Regions from separate parts of the Xenopus tropicalis genome. Here region 2 is linked to region 1. A link is a contact called in public Hi-C data. All regions are on one chromosome and are shown on one strand. The core of a region is the stretch at or near the end of the contact, and the rest is flanking DNA. Distances in the headings are between cores, read along the strand shown. Region 1 overlaps tmcc3 (transmembrane and coiled-coil domain family 3). Region 2 holds the start of tmcc3 (transmembrane and coiled-coil domain family 3).

Region 1 (3,496 bases), core at 700-3,199:
TTCTTTTGATCTCATTGGCAGAAAAAGACCAGCCCATAGTTGTAATTAGCAAGTAGCCTATAATCATGTGCAAAAATCAAAGCTCTTCTGATCCTTTAAGCTGGGAACAATTCAATTGTCTGTTTAATTAATTTTGCACTGAATGCATACAAACTCATCATGTATTCAGAATAAAATCATGCCCTATCCTCATTCGCAAAAGAAAGAAAATGTATGAATATGCTAATGCTTCGGAAATGTATGATTTCACATCACACAGTCTGAGGTACATTGTACAAAGTATTTTGCATTTCCATGAGTAAGTCAAGCCTTATGCACATTAGTGTCTTTTCTCCAGTCTTGTCGGGTCTGTTCAGGTAAATAATTCAATTCTAATTTGGCACAAATACACCCTTTTCTCAAGTAGTCAGATGTGAGCCCAATCTGAAGTAAAAATATGTTGTTACCTTTTGCTTTTATTCATCACAGTATTATCTCTCCTAGGTGGACAGATCTGAAATGAACACCCTCAGCTTGCCTCTCAACATAAGACGTGGAGGATCAGACACCAACCTTAACTTTGATCTACCGGATGGCATTCTAGATTTCCACAAAGTCAAACTCACTGCAGACAGCTTGAAGCAAAAAATCCTCAAAGTCACCGAACAGATAAAGATTGAACAAACTGCACGTGATGGCAATGTGGCTGAGTATTTAAAGCTGGTAAACAGTGCTGACAAGCAGCAGGCTGGACGTATCAAACAGGTATTTGAAAAAAAGAACCAGAAATCTGCTCATTCCATAGCTCAGCTGCAGAAAAAACTAGAGCAGTATCACAAAAAACTAAAGGAAATTGAGCAGAACGGGTCTGCTAGTAAAAGCTCTAAGGACATTTCTAAAGACCTCCAACATTCTTTAAAAGATGTGACGAACGGTAGCCGCCCTGCTGGCCAAGGAGAGACCAGTAAAATGGGAGTGCCTGGTGTATCACTGACACCACCAATGTTCGTGTTCAACAAGTCGAGGGAGTTTGCAAATCTGATCCGTAACAAGTTTGGAAGTGCCGATAACATTGCTCATCTAAAAAACACTCTAGATGACTTTCACCCAGAAACCAATTCCAGAAACTTGAGTGGGAGTGCAACGATAGTCACCAAGCCAAAGTATGCAAGTGACGATGAATGTTCCAGTGGGACCTCAGCTTCTGCAGACAGCAATGGTAACCAGACATTTGACACCGGAAGGACAAATGCCAGTGATAGCCATGGCAATCTCTCAGTTTTTCTGGAAGAGCTGAGAGAAATTAAAGATGCCCAGTCACAACTAGCTGAAGATATTGAGACTTTGAAAGTACATTTCAAAAGAGACTATAGTTTGATTTCCCAAACATTACAAGAAGAAAGATACAGGTAATGACTGGCTGTGCTGAAATTAAATATTCGATTTATTTTTAATATTAAATACTGTATTTGTTAATTTTTTCTAAACAGAAAGTAAATTACAAGGAAGTTGATTTTATCTATATCAGTTTTCAGACCTATGAGTTGGAGCTGCCACATCTCCTGTCTCAGATGAGACATTCTACATAAACAACAACTGTTGTAATAGATGTTGATGGACATTTAATAGGTTAAAGGAGAACTAAGAGTGAGGTCACACCAGTATATTGTCAGCCTGTGGATAAATCGCAATATGCTTAAAAAAATATTCTCATTGTGCCTGCACCCAGAAGCATTCAGTGCTTATGGGCACAGGCACAACTATACAATTTTTAAGCGTACAGGCGTGTTTTCAGCCTGCACTTATCTGCAGTCTGACCGTTCACCTCATGTTGCCTTGCCCTAAAGCTTAACTAAAAATTAGGGCAGAAATGTTGTACGTTGTGTTTTGGGGTTCTGTACCAGCCCAAGGCCACCACAGCCCTTTAGCAAGGATGATCGGTGCCTCCAAAGATGCCCCCAGTAGCTCCTCATAGGCGGAGGGGTGACACTTTTGTTTCAGGAGACTAAAGATGGGCCACACATAGGCTGACCTAAAGCTAATGTAAGACTTAGTGGATTCACTGCTGGCGTAAAAAAAAAATGAACCTTCTTAACTACCTCTTGTGGTTCCCACTGACTTCCAGGGATCTGTGCAAAAGTGTGGGTGGGAGTGCTTTTTTCACCCTAAAATGCTTAGGATCTAAAAGTATTCATCCATGCACTTCTGTAAGGGTTTTTCCATCCATTTGTGTTAGTGATCAGTTATCTTAAATGTGTTTTAGTTTTATAGAGAGAGATGGCGTGGGTACTGACATCCCAGGCACATTATATACAGTGAAATGCAGTCTATATTTACAAAACCAAAACATTGTATGCAGTGAGATGCAGTGCATACTAATGCTAGATATACAGGCCGTGCACTATAACTTTAGCACTGATACACAACATTGTTTTGTTTCCCAGCTATGCAGTCTCATCAGAGCTTCATTGTAACTAACTAGAATTGAACAAAACAATGACAAAAGTAAGAAACAAAGTAAGTGCAAAAAAACCAATAAACATATAAAAGTACAATTAGCTTTTTCAGGGGGAAAGAGTTACAGCCTGCAGATCCTTCTTATCAGTCTTACAAACTGAAGGCACTGCAGAAATTAATATCTCCCCAGCCCTACCTGTGCCATTACTGGGAAGCTACCTGCAGTGGTCCACAGTGGTTTAATCACTGCTGCTGCTTAAAGTGGGCATCAAAATAATTGGTAGGCCATAGACCTTTAACTTGGCCCATTAAGGGTTACTCCAGACCACTTAGCAGTTTGAAGGTATTTGTGGGTCACAGCTGGGCTCCGCTCCTGTGCAATGCAAATTATTTCTAGTTAATGCTGACCAGCATTTTTTTTCTATTTGCCCATCTTATATTTCCTTTACTGTTAACAGAGCATGAAGCACAGCACATTTCCATATCTTGATAGAAGTTAAAACATATGATGGTGCAAGCACTATTTTTAAGATGATGTGGGAAAGCAATTTCAGTTTGCTTCTCTATTTTGCCAGAGCAGATTACAGCCTCTTGGCAGAGAAATAGGGAGTGCAAGGGAAAACTGCTTCAGGATACAGGCAATTTTATACTGTTTATCTTTTCTCCGTTCTACACCATGCACTTTTATGCAAGAGTGACATCTGTTTTAATTGCACTGTAATGCACAGATGTAATGAGCTTATCTGCCATTTTATTTTGCCTTAAAGGACATGTAAACCCCACACACAAAAATGTAATCAGTGAACAGCCTCTTTGAAATCTTTCAATACCTGCCAATCTGGTTGTGCAGAGGTTAATAGTAAAGCTGCAACATCCCCTCAATTACTTAGATTTCTGTCTCCTCCTGTAACCCACTCTCCCCCCTCCCTCAGGAATTTGCTTTGGCTGTTTGCTTGTGGGCATGCTCAGTTTTTCTAAGCTCAGATTACTAAACACGCCCCCAGTCTAGCAGCCAGTGAAGAGATGGCATTGCTGGTTCCCCTAGAAACTCAGCTCTAGC
Region 2 (3,496 bases), core at 547-3,046, 34 kb before region 1:
ACAGACAGGCAGCTTCCTGTTCTCTGCTCTTTCCTGCTCCCCCTCCCTCAAGAATGCTAAGAACTCACTCCCCCCCCCTTAGGAATGTGGATCTGAGCCAATCAGCAGGAAGCTGACTCATAGGAGCAGATTTACCAAAACACGAATTCGAATCCCGAATTGGAAAAATTCGTATTGGAAATGAAAATTTCTGAAGATCGCAACTTTTTCTTTGCCGTTGTGACTTAACGTATTTTGCGTGACTATTTCGTCGCCGTCGCGACTTTTTCGTATTGAACGATTGTAAATGGCGGGAAAACCTTTCCGACTTTGCATGATTTTGGAAGCTTCCCATAGGAATAAATGGCACTCTGCAGCTCCAACCTGGCCCAAGGAAAGTCTCCCATAGGGCTCAATGGCACTCTGCAGCTCCAACCTGGCCCAAGGAAAGTCTCCCATAGGGCTCAATGGCACTCTGCAGCTCCAACCCGTCCCAAGGAAAGTCTCCCATAGGGCTCAATGGCACTCTGCAGCTCCAACCCGGCCCAAGGAAAGCCTCCCATAGGGCTCAATGGCACTCTGCAGCTCTAACCCGGCCCAAGGAAAGTCTCCCATAGGGCTCAATGGCACTCTGCAGCTCCAACCTGGCCCAAGGAAAGTCTCCCATAGGGCTCAATGGCACTCTGCAGCTCCAACCCGGCCCAAGGAAAGTCTCCCATAGGGCTCAATGGCACTCTGCAGCTCCAACCTGGCCCAAGGAAAGTCTCCCATAGGGCTCAATGGCACTCTGCAGCTCCAACCTGGCCCAAGGAAAGTCACGATACCGAAGCTTGAATGAATCAGAAACTTCCGTACTCGGCGCAACAATACGATTTTTTCGCAACGGCAATGAAAAAGTAGCAGAAAATACGTACAAGATATGAAAAAGTTGTGACGGCGACAAAAAAGTCGCAAAAATTCCGATCATTACAAAAAAATGCATCCGGAGCGTTCGTGGATCTCCCCCATAGACTTACACACTGAGCATGTACACTGGTCTGGGTGTCTGTGCAGGAGTGAGGCATTATGGGAACTTTCTTTACACAGCTCAGCGTTTTTTCTACCTGTTTGGCTGAAATGACAGAATGTATATGCATTTGATGATTGAGCAATGTGAAAATGTACCCTTTGTTATGATGTTTTATTCAAATGAAAAACCTTTGATAAAAAAATAATGGCAAAACACAAAAAATGTTCCCCCCTAATGGCCATAACCAACTATGACAAGTGATGGGAGAAACCCCTAGATTTGTCCAGAAGAAACACAACCCTGCATAAGGCTTATATTTTCTGGCTTTCTGAACGCTATATAGCCTACCTGCATTGTAAGCCAACGCTTCCCATTCTTATAAATGGCGTTAATTTGATTCATTTTTCACATGTTCATTAACTCACAATAGGCAAGTAAAATAGTATTTTGCCATAGCGCTTGCTGTAAATATGTCATTCCAGAGTCAATAGATCAATTCTAACTAGTTGTTTTAGTGTTTATTAGGGCATCATTTCATCTAAGTTCCCTTGAGGCGGAAACATATGTTTGTGCAAGCGCCCGAGGGAAGGGCTGTGATCCATTATTTTCGCGCTTCTCTTTGAAGACACAACTCAATTTCCCGGAGATGAGCCTGTGAGTCTATCTGTATACACAAGGGTGTTCCCCCTCCCAGCGGCGAAAGGGTGCGCAGCGATGGTGGGCGTGTTTCCGGCAAGCCCCTCCCAAGTACACCCGGGCGTTATACACATACTTCCCACAAGCACAGCCCAAACAGAGCGGCGGGGAGGCCGGTGTGGCTGCAGTGTGTGCACTGGGCGCTGAGCCAGTGGGAGGAAAGTTGAAGGCAGGGGAGCAGCGTTCCCCTCAGTCAATATGTGCAGACTGCGTGTGGCTGGGGGTTGCTAGAGAGCCCGGGCGGCTGCGGAACCTCCACTATTTCTTTCCGCTGCTGTCGGAGCCGCGTTGTCATTATTTGCTTGGATAACAGGAGGGCAGCAGCGGGAAAATGCCAGGCAGCGACACGGGCATAGCAGTTGACAGGACCTACTCGGATCCCGAGAGGCAGCGGAGGAGCAAGATTAGGGTAAGAGTATTGAGCCGTACAGCACTGCTGTGTTGGGCTGAACACCTTTCACTGTTGTGCCCTGTATGGCTAAATGATATACCCCAGTACCGGGTGGCAGCACCCTACCGTAGCGAGTGTATGCCAGGCGCCCACTGGTTGCTGCTGGCATCTTTGTTTGGGCATAAAGTGTGCACAGAGACCTGCCATAGGCTTTCAGTGCAATCTTTTCCATGTGGCATTTATTTGTGTGTGTGTATATGCAGGTACTGTTTACGTGTTTTAGTTCAACAACACCTGAAGGGCTGGATGTCAGACATATCTGTATGCTTCCCTCATGTACAAGCCCATGCAGGTTATTCCCTGGAGCCCATCTACAGAAATGCACGCTTACCTTTCATTCCCTGGCTAAGGATAAATGCTGTTGTGGCCACATAATGCTGTACAGACTGGCTTTATTTTAAGGCAGGAAAAGGAAACCCTGTGTTATCTCATGTCAGTGCTGTGTGAATGTATCTATGCACAAACATAGCTTCAGGCAGAAAAATAAGAGTAGTTTAAGTGCAGAAGAAAGATAAAATAACACTCCTGACCCAAGAGCTTGCCTTTTATTTCTAAGTGTTCCATGAATGTATTAAGATGCTGTTTCCATAGCACTTACATCAGTTTCTTAACTAATGCTATTGGGATATTTCACATTGTCTTTCTGAAAAAGAATTTATGATCCCTGGATTTTTGATCTGTGCTGTGTGGATAAATAAATACTGGGAATAGGAATAGCTATCAATGCTGGTGTATGCTGCGTAGCTGTGCCTATTAAACAAGTATAAGGAAAATATTATAATTGCACTGGGATCCTTAATCTGCATGATATAAATGTTATTGCCTAAAATACTTAATTGATTAATGAGTGAAGTATTTTTCATTTCTCTACACATTCCACCATTCCTTCTTATAGTTGAACTAGCAGTGTTTTTTAGTAGTATATAGCAACATCTGAGCTTCATCCTTGCTTGGGAGCATGTCAGCAGGTATCATCTGTTGAATTAAGAGTGTTATCACATACCTTAAAGTGTTGGTAGACAATGTATTATTGAACCCAGATGCTAATGCTAACAGCTATGGATGTAAACCTTTTGCTAAATGTTTCCTGTTGGACAATGTGCTTTTTTTTATTTGCAGAAATGTATGCAGCTGCATGAAGCCACAGAGGCCCCCCAAGTCATCTTTTTTTATGACTGGTTGTTATTGTATGTACTGTGATCCATTGCTTTTGTTGGGAAATGCATGGGTATGTCGGTGTTAACATTTTGTCTTGCAGCTGCAGATTCCCACCTACTGTTTTGCTTGAAGTGAGCTTTTGGTGTTTATGAAACATGGGAATCTTTTCAGTTCAAATCTGATGGCTCTGGTTGTGGCTGGCT

Evidence for each region. A called contact is a pair of places that touch in the nucleus more often than the background predicts.
Region 2: a contact with region 1 is called in a Hi-C map of brain, with 2.3 times the contacts expected there. The contact joins the promoter of tmcc3 here to the enhancer-like site in region 1. A contact is called at or near these places in 2 of 5 Hi-C or Micro-C datasets (brain and gastrula embryo).

What each region holds. Positions count from the first base shown.
Region 1 is chr3:56,439,229-56,442,724 of UCB_Xtro_10.0, reverse strand. It overlaps tmcc3 (transmembrane and coiled-coil domain family 3), which reads left to right. Exons shown (of 4, transcript NM_001078793.1): 2 at 484-1,388. Among named protein-coding and RNA genes, the nearest start is that of cep83, 16 kb to the right of the region's middle. Within about 2 kb of position 1,949, at least 1 of the 11 cell types and tissues checked has an H3K27ac peak or open chromatin away from gene starts, as enhancers often do.
Region 2 is chr3:56,473,209-56,476,704 of UCB_Xtro_10.0, reverse strand. It overlaps tmcc3 (transmembrane and coiled-coil domain family 3), which reads left to right and starts at 1,796. Exons shown (of 4, transcript NM_001078793.1): 1 at 1,796-2,093. The coding sequence starts at 2,016.